Linked DNA regions of Sus scrofa: region 1 is linked to region 2. The links are chromatin contacts, called in public Hi-C maps. All regions are on one chromosome and are shown on one strand. Each heading gives the region's core, a stretch centred on a gene start, on an enhancer-like site or on the middle of the called end of the contact. The rest is flanking DNA. Distances are from core to core; before and after follow the strand shown. Region 1 overlaps HERC1 (probable E3 ubiquitin-protein ligase HERC1). Region 2 has its middle 58 kb from the start of HERC1.

Region 1 (5,647 bases), core at 2,039-4,538, 89 kb after region 2:
TTCAACTCAGTTTGACACTGTCTACCTGGAGATAGTGTAAAATCTCTTAGGTTAAAGGTTCAATCCTATATGACCCCATCCCCACCTTTAGACACCAATTGTAAGTTTAGGTTGTCACCTGTGCTTCTGACCAACTAGCTGTAGATTGAAGGTTCCAATGACCCCATCCATGGGTTCACCTAATTTGCTGGAGTGGCTTACAGAACTCAGAGAAATGATTTACTCACTACATTCCTGGTTTATTATAAAAGGATGTAACTCAGGAATAGCCAGATGGAAGAGATGCATAGGATTAGGTGTGGAGAAAGGATGTGGAGCTTCTGTGTCTCCTTGGAGCATGCCAGTCTTCCCAAATCTCCATGTGTTCACCAACCTGAAAGCTCTCTGAACCCAGTCCTTTTTTTGGGTTTTTACGGAGGCCTCATTACATAGACATGATTGATTAAATCACTGATCATTGGTGATAGAGTTCAACCTTCAGCCCTTTTCCCTTCTGCAAGAGGTCAGGGGTTGGGACTGAAAGTTCCAACTCTAATCATGTGGTTGACTCCACTAGCAACCGCCACCCCCTGGGAGATTTGGAGATTATTTCATTTGAATCCCTTATTTTGTAGATGAGCCCTGGGAGGGTAAGTAATTTTATGATAGGTCATTTCTTGATTATTAGTGGTTTTTTGTTTGTTTTGTTTTGTTTTGCTATTGTTTGTTTGTTTTTTGGCTGCACCCATAGAACATGGAATTTCACGGGTCAGGGATCAAACCTGTGCCATAGCAGTGACCCAAGCCAGATCCTTAACCCATTGTGCCACAAGAGAACTCTGATTAGTGTCTCAATTTCCCTATCCCATTCTAGTATTAACTGAATTGTGCTCAACTTCTTTGTAGCTAAGGTAGGAAACTGATAAACTGGATTAAGACATTAAGGTTTGAAAATAATTGAATATAAAGATATAAACTTTGTGAACCTACTGTATACTTTCTTGGAGTTTCAGGGGAAAGGAAAAATTAAATCAGTTATCAGTTATTGCACCTTGTCCCAGCTTGACGGTTGCTGATAACAGGAACTACACTGAAAAGTATTTGATTAAATCATAGGTTTTGCTGTTTTTGAACAATGGTGGGATATCAACAGTGGAGATTCTATAAGTAGTGGATAACTTGGCTTTGAAATGGATGGTCTGAAAACTAGCTTTTAAATAATATTTGAAGAAATTAACTTCATTTTGCATCTTACTGAGGGCTAAAATTAATTTATTCTTGTCTTTCACATTTAGAGATCATCTTGATTATAGCCAGTATGAATGGGGCTTACAGCTTGAAAAATTTAGACATTCTAGTTGATTTTATTATGTGGTTTAGCGCTGAAGGAACCAGAATTTATCATTTGATGAATTGGTTTTCATTCTTTTATTTGCCTACAACATTATATAGTAAAAGGACTAAGCAGAACTTTTCAGAAGTTTAATTGAAAATGTTATTAGTTTGATGCTGTATTTTATTCTTTGAACCTCTCTGCTGATTATAATTATTCTGAAAAACTTCTTTCCCCTTTCTTCGGCAAATCTTGCTGCATTGATGATTCATCTTTCTGTTTTACAAATGCATTGTCAGAATATACCCAGAGGTTTTGTGATGTTTATGTATAACACAAATATGAAATGACAAAGTGTAAGTAAAACTATCCAGTAAACATGTCTTATGTAGCAAGCTGATAGATATATTCTGTGGTATTTGTTCCATAACTTTGCAAATTTCTGTATGACCAAGGAAAGGACAAAGACCTTTAAGCTATGTTACTTAATTTTTGTTTTTAAAAACTTCTATATTATAGTTATAAACATGATAGATAAATCCTTAAAAATTTTTTTAGGATTTTTTTGGTTGTTAAAATGCTGTTTATAAATACAAGACTATTATGAAGATAACTTTTGCATTTCTATATATGTATTCTAAATTAAAACAACAATGGCACATTGATAATCTTTGATTATATTATAATTGAAAACAATATGCCTATACAAACTTTTTTGTTTTTCCTTTTCTTGAAGAATATTTAAGACTCTAGAGAAGTAAAGAGGATAAAAAAAGACTTTCTTCTACTAACATTGTGAGTTAAGCAACTTTTTTTTTTTTTTTTTTTGGTTTTTTTGCCATTTTCTTCGGCCGCTTCCCGAAGAAAATGGCAAATGGAGGTTCCCAGGCTACGCCAGAGCCACAGCAACACGGGATCCAAGCCACGTCTGCAACCTATACCACAGCTCACGGCAACGCCGGATCCTTAACCATGGAGCAAGGCCAGGGATCGAACCTGCCACCTCATGGTTTCGTTAACCACTGAGCCACGACGGGAACTCCCATAAGCAACCATTGTTGAGGGAAACTGTGTTTGCTATGAAGTCAGCTAGCTCTCCTAATTTCAGGAAGGAACTCCTGATTATTTTTTCATTAGCACTCACTCTTATCCATGGGAAGAAAGCTCTCCCTACAGAGGCAAAGCCGGAATAATTTACGCCTCCTGGACATTCTTGCCTGAGATCATCATAGATGTTTAGGGGGACAAACCAGTGAGAGGCTGCTATTTGGTTATGTAGGGACAGTGAATAGGGCAGTGAAGACAAGAAGGGCACGCTGTCCTTGTATTCTCAGTTATCAAGTCAACAGGGTCTCCAAGCATGAAGATCATTCCCCAAACTTATACATATGAAGGTGTAACTGGGGATATACATAAGGCACCTGCAGAAGTGGTAGTATCTGTGGATTCATTCAATGACATAGAGATGTTAGTATTACTCAGTGAAGGTTCAGACATTGTGTTGTTACACACTGAGAGTTTACCTAGATAGATAGATACGTCAACAAGTTTACAAATGATTGGACTTGGATTGGCAACTCTGCAGAACTTTTCATTCAGGTATTCAAAATATCTTGTTTTCCCATCCCAGGGCTGGGTCAAATTGAAGCAAAGAATAAAGTTAGGTGGGCTTAGCAGCCTTACTTTATAAAATGGGTACATGGATCATTTAGAACCGGCAGCAACATATGGAATCCAGGTGAAATTACTTATAGGGTGAACTGAAGAATTGGATGGACTGAGGTTTCTTTGGCCATCAGAGAATTTTTCCCCTTTTGCAAGGGATTGGGAAATACACATGAGGGCGTTATCCTATGGAAGGTAAGGAGAAAACAAAGTAAGAGACAGTATTGAAAGTAATGTATACAGGGCTGGTCCATCTTAGGAAAGCTGTCAGCCTCAGTTATCATCTTCTCCAGATCCTGCACTTTACCTTCATGTTGCCATATGGTGTGCCCAGCTGGGGTTTGGTGCCTTCTTTGGGTGTGACGTGAATCCAGAAGTCTGGTATATGACGGCGTAATTGTTAGTCAACAGTACTTGATAAGGGGCCCTTCTGCCTTCTTTAGATAACACATCCTGAATTCATTTGGGGGAAGCACTTCCTGCTATACTGTTTTTGTTTTCAGTAATTTATTGAGTTGAAATTCTTGTAACAAAATTAACCATTTTAAAGTGAATAATTCATTTATACTTAACAATGTTGTGCCACCACCATCTCTGTCTAGTTTCAAAACGTTTTCACTACTCCAAAGTAAAACCCCTTACCCATTAAGCAGTTTCTTTTTAATTCTCTGCCCCCACTATCTCCTGGCAATGTTTTTTTCTTTTTGTCTCTATTCATTTAACAATTCTGGACATCTCATGCAAATAGAATCATACAATATGTGACTTTTTGTGTCTGGCTACTTTATTTTAGTATAATTTTTATAAGGCTCAGTCATGTTGGAGCAGATATCAATACCTCATTCCTTTTTATGGCTGAGTAATATTCCACTCTATTGTATAGGCAATACATTTTATTTACTTATTCATCTATTGATGGCATTTGAGTTTCTACCTTTTGGCTACATAAGTAAATATGTTGTGAATGTTCCCATACAAATTTTCCTATGCATGTGTTTTCAGTTCTCTTGGGTTTAGACCTAGTTGAGGAACTGCTGAACTGTTTTCCACAGCTATGTTTCCATTTTTATTCATAATAGTGAGTATCTTATGGTTTTTATTTGTTTTTTCTTGATTAGGTTAGTTGACTGCCTTTTTCATTTTTTTCCTGTTAAAGAATCATCTCTGAAACTTTGCTATTGATACTGTTGTTTTTGTGTCTTTTCTGTAAAAAAAAAAAAAAATTTTTTTTTTTTTGGTCTTTTTAGGGCCACACCCATGGCATATGGAGGTTCCCAGGCCAGGGGTCTAATTGGTGATGCAATTGCAGGCCTACACCACAGCCACAGACACACCAGATCTGAGCCACTTCTGCGACCCGCACCATAGCTCATGGCAACACTGGATCATTATTAACCCACTGAGTGAGGCCAGGGGTTGAACCTGCATCCTCATGGATACTAGTCAGGTTTGTTTCCGCTGAGCCACTACAGGAACTCCTGTAAATTTGTATTATCTTTATTATTCCCTTCATAAAGTTTATTTTGTTGTTTTTCTAATCCTGAATTGAATTATACATGTAAATATTTAGAAATGAAATATTTGTCTTTGTATATTTCTTTGAATCAACTTTGCCTGTATTCTGTTGATTTGTGTGTGTGTGTGTGTGTGTGTGTGTGTGTATTTATTTTTTATTTTTTCATTTTTTATTTTTTTGCATTTTAGGGCCACACTCGGGAGATATGGAAGTTCCCAGGCTAGGGGTAGAATTAGAGCTACAGCCACTGGCCTGTGCCACAGCCACAGTGACACGGGATCCGAGCTGCAACTGCAACCCACACCACAGCTCACAGCAACACCAGATCCCTGACCCACTGAGAGAGGCCAGGGATCGAACCTGCCTCCTCATGGATACTTGTCACATTCATTTCTGCTGTACCACAACAGGAACTCCTGGATATATAATGTTTTTTATGTACTTTTCTAGATTTTGTGAAATCCCTTTTTTCTTAAAAACCTGTTTAGAAGAGAGCTTCCAAAATTTTAGCTTGTGGAGTTCCTGTTGTGGCTTAGCAGTTAACAAACCCAACTAGCATCCATGAGGACATGGGTTCAATCCCTGACCTAGCTCAATGGGTTAAGGATACGCTGTTGCCGTGAGCTGTAGTGTAGGTCACAGACGCGGCTTGGATGTGGCATTGCTATGGTTGTGGCATAGGCCGGTGGCTATAGCTCTAATTGGACCCCTAGCCTGGGAACCTCCATGTGCCATGGGTGCAGCCCTCAAAAGACCAAAAAAAAAAAAAGACAAAATTTTAGCTTTTTACCATGTTTTGGTTTTCATCATTTAAAAATCTGCATAGGTAACAAATGCACATATATAAAATTCAAAAGGTTATGCAGTGAATAGTAACATCTGTCCTACTCCTATCTCTCGGTAACCCAGTTGCCTCCCGCAAGAGGCAACTAGTGTTCCTAGTTTTTTTTGTGTATCTTTCTAGAGTTTATGCATTAATGAGCATACCTGCATATTTAAATCTTTTAAAATATAAATATTTTATATATCAATTCCTATAGTCGTAATATATATAATTATAATAATATATAATTATATATAATATGTATAATTATAATATATATAATTATATATAATATATATATATAATTCATTTAATAATATATCTTGTAGAT
Region 2 (6,210 bases), core at 2,163-4,662:
GAAAGAAGGACTGCTCAGGATCCTACAGAGAGAATGCACTGAAGGGAAAGCTGCCGAGGGGACCAGAGCCCATTCTGGGGCACTCTGGTGGCGGCTAAAGTTGCCGATCCCTCTTGCCCCCGTTTCTGATGCCCTTGGCCAGGAGCCCATCCCACAGGCCTCTACCTCTGTCTGGCTCTGGAGTCCAGCAGAAAGGGAGATGGGGCCCAGGCCAGGCAAGGGCACAAGGCTGGCTCCCATGGCCATGTCACTGGCCTGGTGCTGGGGTCACATGAAATACCATACGACTGCTGATGCTGCTGGAGGCTGAAAATACCCAGTGCCCTGGCCTGGGCACCTGGCTGACTGTTCTGGGCTGGGATTCAAGGGAGCGGCTGTAGTGTCTGTTACCCCACTAGTCTGGTCTCAATTGGGTTCTCACCACCTCAGCCAGGGGTCTCCAGGGTGAGGTGGCGCCCTAACGTTCCTATAGCTGAGTTTTTAAAAACAGAGGCCTGAGGTGGAACCACCAGATAGAAAGGCCATCCAAGGAATCTTTCTCAGAAAGCTGGGGCAGCTTCTTTCTGAAGATCCCAAGGAACCTCAACATGTATCTTTCTGATCCATGTGCTCATCCATGGACCAATCATGGGGACCCGGAGGGATTAGAGGATTTATTCAGGCCTGAGACCCAGGATCTCAGAGATTGAGGCAGAATCAGCTTCCTCCAAAACTGGTAGGGGGAACTGAGGTCCTTGTCAAGAGAAGGGGAACAGATGTTGGCAGTGTCTTTAGGATTTTCTAGGTATTGTATCATGTCATCTACAACACAGATAGTTTTACTTCTTCTTTTCCAATTTGGATTCCTTTTATTTCTTTTTCTTCTCTGATTGCCGTGGCTAGGACTTCCAAAACTGTGTTGAATAATAATGGTGTATGTGGACATCTTTGTCTTGTTCCTCGTCTTAGCAGAAAGGAAGATATTGGGAGGGACCAAATGTCTCCCTCATTCTCTTCTACTTTCCCAATGGCGCTCTTCACCTCCTGCTGCTCCTTGGATGCCCTCTGCGCTTTCAGGGTTGTTCTCATGAGCAGATTCTCTGGGGTTCATACGGGGCTCCCCACTCACAGATGTACCCACACCTATCCAGGAGAGAGGTCTGCTGCGGCCTCCAAAATCTGCAGGCCCTGCCCACCTGTAGCCCTCCTCCCTGGAAAGAAGCTTCAAACCTAGGCAGGAGGCACTACCTCAGATGTGGAGCTACTGGATTTGAAGTCAAGCCAGGACTCTAGAGCTGAAGCCCTGTTCTGGCAGCTTCTTGGTGCAGTGACTTTTAGCAGGAGCCTCACTTTTCCCTCTTGTAAAAACGGGGATAACGTTGTGTTCTGTGCGCTGTTGTGAGGATTAAATAAATGAATGCATGTGAGCTGATATGGTCAGTGCCCTGTACACGCCCAGAATGTGGCTGTTGCTGCAACAACCATGCTTCTTATTGACATCATACTAAAAGAATAAGAACAAATACATAAATGAGGAAAGTGGAGCAAAAGGGAAAGAAGGCTAGAGATTCTTTGCAGTATATCTGCCCTTAACAACCAAACCACTCTGGTGATTGTGTGTGTGTGGTTGGCAGGGGGGCATCGCATGGAGGGGCCACGCTTCTTATTACTAAGAGGCCACGCTTCCTGGGCGTCTCCGCGCCGTGGGTGGGGCCTGCACTCTCCACAAGCCGGGTTAGTTAGGGCGCCTCAGTGCCAGACCCGGGGCATCGTCTGCTTTCCACACAGCTTGGTTCCACCAGGAACCAAGTGCCCTCACATGACCATCACCAAACACAAAACCAGCTCTCTTCCTACCTGTCCGTGCCAGGGGCCGTTTGGATTAGAGAAGTATCAGTGATAGTGGTCCCGCTTGTTTTGTGTCAACCATGTGCCAGGTGATTTGCGTATATTATGTTTTCATAACAATCCTGAAAAAGAGCTGTTGTCCCTGTTTCACCAATGAGGAAAACTAAGGCTCAGAGAGGTGAATGACTTCTCTAAGACCATAAACTCACAGGAGAGTTTGAGCTCACATCCGCTTCTCTCTGGCTGCCAAGCCCAAGTGCGCTCTACCACACAGTGGGGAGAAAGAGACCTGAGGTCCTGATCATCAATTCCTGTGGGACAGGCAAGTGCCTCCTGTGGGTCCTCAGTTTTTTCACCTGTGACTTAGGTGATGCCTAAGGTCAGGGTTCTGTTCTCCTGGCATCTGATTTCTTGGAGGCTCTCTGCTGCCATGGGTACAGAGCACAGTGAGGACAGAACTGTGACACAGGAGACCACGGTATTTCCTGTTTCTTCTTGTGAGGCTCTTCCTCTGGCCAGGCTAGTGTCTTTCCACTGGCAGACAGCTTTGAACCCAGGAGTCACCCCCCAGGCTGCTTTGCCCTGTTCTCCCAACATTGCTACCCACAGCCTCAAACAGAGCATTTTCAGTCTCTGCTGGGTTCTGCCATCTTTGAGAAGACCTAGCAGGGAAGCTAAGATACGTATCTGAATTAAGGGGTGAGGAGCTAATGGGCTTTTTAATTGTGTTTTACCAGTATCTTTTGGAAACAGTGTCATAAACCCAAAGAGCAAGCAGCCAATTTAGTAACTTCATCAGTGTCTGTCTGTCAGAGTCCCTCAACCCCCTGCACATTCATTGTGGTTTTTGCTCTACTTGGCCCTCCCCCTAGACCATGCACTGCCTGACCTTGCTCCCTTGCCAGAAGAAGTGCTTAATAGAGCAACGGCCACCATACTCAGGGGGTGAGTGGACCTGGATTTGACCCTGCTTGTGGGAATGTTAGCCACTTCCTGAGCTCCCTCTACATCTCAGCCAGGCTGGGAATTTATTCCTTAGTAGCTAAAGAAGCAGTAAGAAGGTGGAAGGAGGGAGGCAGAGTGTTCAGAAATTCTAGCAACAGACAGATTTCCTGTGTTCCTAGTGCTGAGACCTTCCAGCACTTGCTGGATGAACTTTTTCAGTGTGGCCGCATAAAGCTCCCAAGAGCCAGTCTACTCTCTTTTGGGCAGGGGAGTAAATTTATCAAGAAATAACCAGAGGGGAGAGAATTATATTTATCAAGTTCCTGCTATGCATGGGTGTTGTTCTAGGTTAGTGTGCAGGCTTTATCTGACTTCTATCTGTACTCATTTTGACAGATGAGAAAACTGAGGACTGAAAGGTTAGGGCATATGAGATAACAAAACTAGTACATGGTGGAGCCTGGGTTTGAACCCAGGTCTAACTGTAAAGTCCATGTTCCCTGTGCTCCTGCAGGCTGCCTTTGGGTGGGTCCTTGGGACACCGAGGCTGTGGAACAGTAGGAGCTGTGCCTCATTCCAATGAGGACCCAGACAAGAAGCCCTGGAGGCCAACTTTGTGTGCATTGGAGCCACACCCCTCCCCTAGCCTGTGGGTCCTGGGCCCTGTAACCCTGCAACTTCCTCTGCATTTGCTGGGCATCCCGGCAGATTTTTTTCAGAGATGCTTGGAATCATGTCTGACTAAGACCACCAGGTGGCGCAGTGTAGGCTGTGGGACCTTGACTCCTGGATCTAAGGCTCAGCCAGTTCTTGAGGATCTTTTGTGGCAGACTAGGATTCCCTCTCCTAAGAGGTCCCTGGGGAACTCTAAAAATACAAGCCTAATCCTTGAGGGTCTGGTTTGATATTCTGGATTGGGTTCCTGGAATCTGCCATTACTTTAAAGTTAACCTTTTGATTTTCTGAATTGGTGATTTGAATTCACATGGTCCAAGTATTTTTAAGTATGAAAAGATGTGTGCAGAAAAATCCTCTACTTCCCATAAGGTATTCACTATTAATAGTTACCTGTGAAGACAGCTAGAGATTATACCTATGTAGATAATATTATTTATGTAAGCACCTACATTTAAGACTATATGTAAGAGTATACATATGTCATAAGAAATAAGGATATATATTATTTCCCATTTTTACACAGTGGCCACATATCTTTTTACTAGATGATTTTTATCTTGTTATATTCACTTTAAGAGTTGTATTTCTAATCATAAACTTTGTAAGAAAAAAGATATATTACACTCTTCTATTAAATAAGACTACTTGTCATTTAAAGCAATAAAGTAACTGATCTGAGCCATATTTTATTTGATCACATACAGATAAGATATACCATGCATACATTCAACAAAAGAAGCAAAATGAATAGATTTTCATAAAAGTTAGGAGTTCCCATCATGGCTCAGTGGTTAATGAATCTGATTAGGAACTATGAGGTTGTGGGTTCGATCCCTGGCCTCCCTCAGTGGGTTAAGGATCCTGCGTTGTTGTGGCTCTGGTGTAGGCCAGCGACTACAGCTCCGATTAGACCCCCTAGCCTGAGAACCTCCATATACCGAAGGTGCGGCCCTAGAAAAGGCAAAAAGACCAAAAAAAAGTTACAGAACAAACCATATATTCTTTTGCAGTCTAGCTAAGCATAGGTTATCACAAGTAAAAATATTAACAAGCAATAGCTGTTGATTTGATAGGAATGTGAATATCTCAGCCATGAACCTTACTGTAAAAATTCACTTGACTTTGGATGGCCAATCTCAAATTGTCATTTAATGACTGTCTTATAGTCTGGGTCACCAGGTTGGTGAGCTTCCTCAGTGTTGACAATAAACACTTGAATTATGTAAGAGGTGCTCATACTCTAGGACTCCTGGAGAAAACACCCTCTGGAGTGGGTCTTATCATTTCACAGATGAAGATGCTGGGCTCAGAGAGGTTAAGTGACCTGCCCAAGGTCACACAGCTGGTAAGGAGATGAGGTGTTGTTTTTCTACACTCACTGCTGCCTGAATCACATGAAGATCAGGCTCTACTTTGGCTTGGCCACTGCCCCTGGATGACCTTGGGAAGGTCTCTTCTCTCTCCACCTTAGTCTTCCCTTCTGTAAAATGGCTGGATTTTTAAGGTCCTTGCTAGTTTTAGATTTCAGCGTGTGGTGGGAATGGAGGAGGGTAGGAGTACAGTATGGAGATGACTGCACTATGGAAGGTAGTGGGGAGAGAAAGAGAGGGAGGAAGGGGTAGGGGAGGGAGGAAAGGAAGAGGAGGAATAAAGCAATGGATAAACAAGCTATAAAAGTTTAAATCTAAAACAAACGTGGTAACAGATTAAGATGATATCTAGTGAATATTTCTTGTGGCTCAGTGGAAACGAATCCAACTAATATCCATAAGGTTGTGGGTTTGACCCCTGGCATTACTCATTGGGTTAAGGATCTGGCATTGCCATGAGCTGTGGTGTAGGTCACAGACATGGTTCAGATCCTCAGTTGCTGTGGCTGTGGTGTAGGCTGGCAGCTGCAACTCTGATTAGACCCCTAGCTTGGGGTCTAACCTCCATATGCCATGGGTGTAGCCCTAAAAAGAAAAAAAACAAAAACAAAAACAAAACCAAAACAAAACAAAACCAGATGATGTCTATAAATACAACATAACATTCCAGAGTTTCAAGCAGGCTTAGAAGGTCTCTGCTGTTGGCCTTAGTTCTGGGTTCTGTGCATGTATGTCCTGGGGCCTCCTGTGGACGGGGAAAGGTCAGAGGAAGGCCTGCAGGGACCTGCCCCAGGTTCTGTGGCTTTGAGATGACAAGAGCTGCCCTAGAACAGGACCTGATACTGTATCTGCCTGAAGGCCTTATCCCCTCACCCCCATGCTCAAACCAACCTCAAAGCAAAATGCTCCAGGCCCAGCCCCAGTCTCGTGGAAGACAGCTGGGGGTGGCTTTCCCAGGCCTCTTTCCTGGGCCCAGCCCTCAGAGGAGGTGCTGACAGAGGGTCACTGGGACCTGGTCCAAGTGGGAGGAAGTCCTCCAAAGGAAGGAAGTAGAGCAGGGGTCAGAGAGAGAGAGAGAGAGAGAGAGAGAGAGAGAAAGGGGAATGCATCCTTAGGGAATTCACAGCAGCTGGGGTTGGGTAGGTAGGAGCTGCCTTACCACTAAATAAAGCCTTGCTTTTTTTTCCCTCTCTCTTTCTTTTCTTTTCTTTTCCTTTTCTTTTTTTCTTTTTAGGGCCGCACCTGCAGCATATGGAAGTTCCCAGGCTAGGGGTCCAATCAGAGCTGTATCCAATCAGAGCTGTAGCCGCTGGCCTACACCACAGCCACAGCATGGTGGGTTACAAGTCACATCTGCGATCTACACCACAGCTTACGGCAGTGCTGGATC

What was found. A called contact is a pair of places that touch in the nucleus more often than the background predicts.
Region 1: a Hi-C map of fetal liver shows a contact between it and region 2, with 2.3 times the contacts expected there. The contact joins two enhancer-like sites. A contact is called at or near these places in 4 of 47 Hi-C or Micro-C datasets (embryonic fibroblasts, fetal liver and liver).

What each region holds. Positions count from the first base shown.
Region 1 is chr1:108,235,058-108,240,704 of Sscrofa11.1, forward strand. The region is part of intron 1 of HERC1 (probable E3 ubiquitin-protein ligase HERC1); the gene reads left to right. Among named protein-coding and RNA genes, the nearest start is that of HERC1, 32 kb to the left of the region's middle. Within about 2 kb of position 3,289, at least 2 of the 83 cell types and tissues checked have an H3K27ac peak or open chromatin away from gene starts, as enhancers often do. A contact at or near this core is called in fetal liver, where this site is marked.
Region 2 is chr1:108,145,464-108,151,673 of Sscrofa11.1, forward strand. No RefSeq gene overlaps it. Among named protein-coding and RNA genes, the nearest start is that of HERC1, 58 kb to the right of the region's middle. Within about 2 kb of position 3,413, at least 14 of the 83 cell types and tissues checked have an H3K27ac peak or open chromatin away from gene starts, as enhancers often do. A contact at or near this core is called in fetal liver, where this site is marked.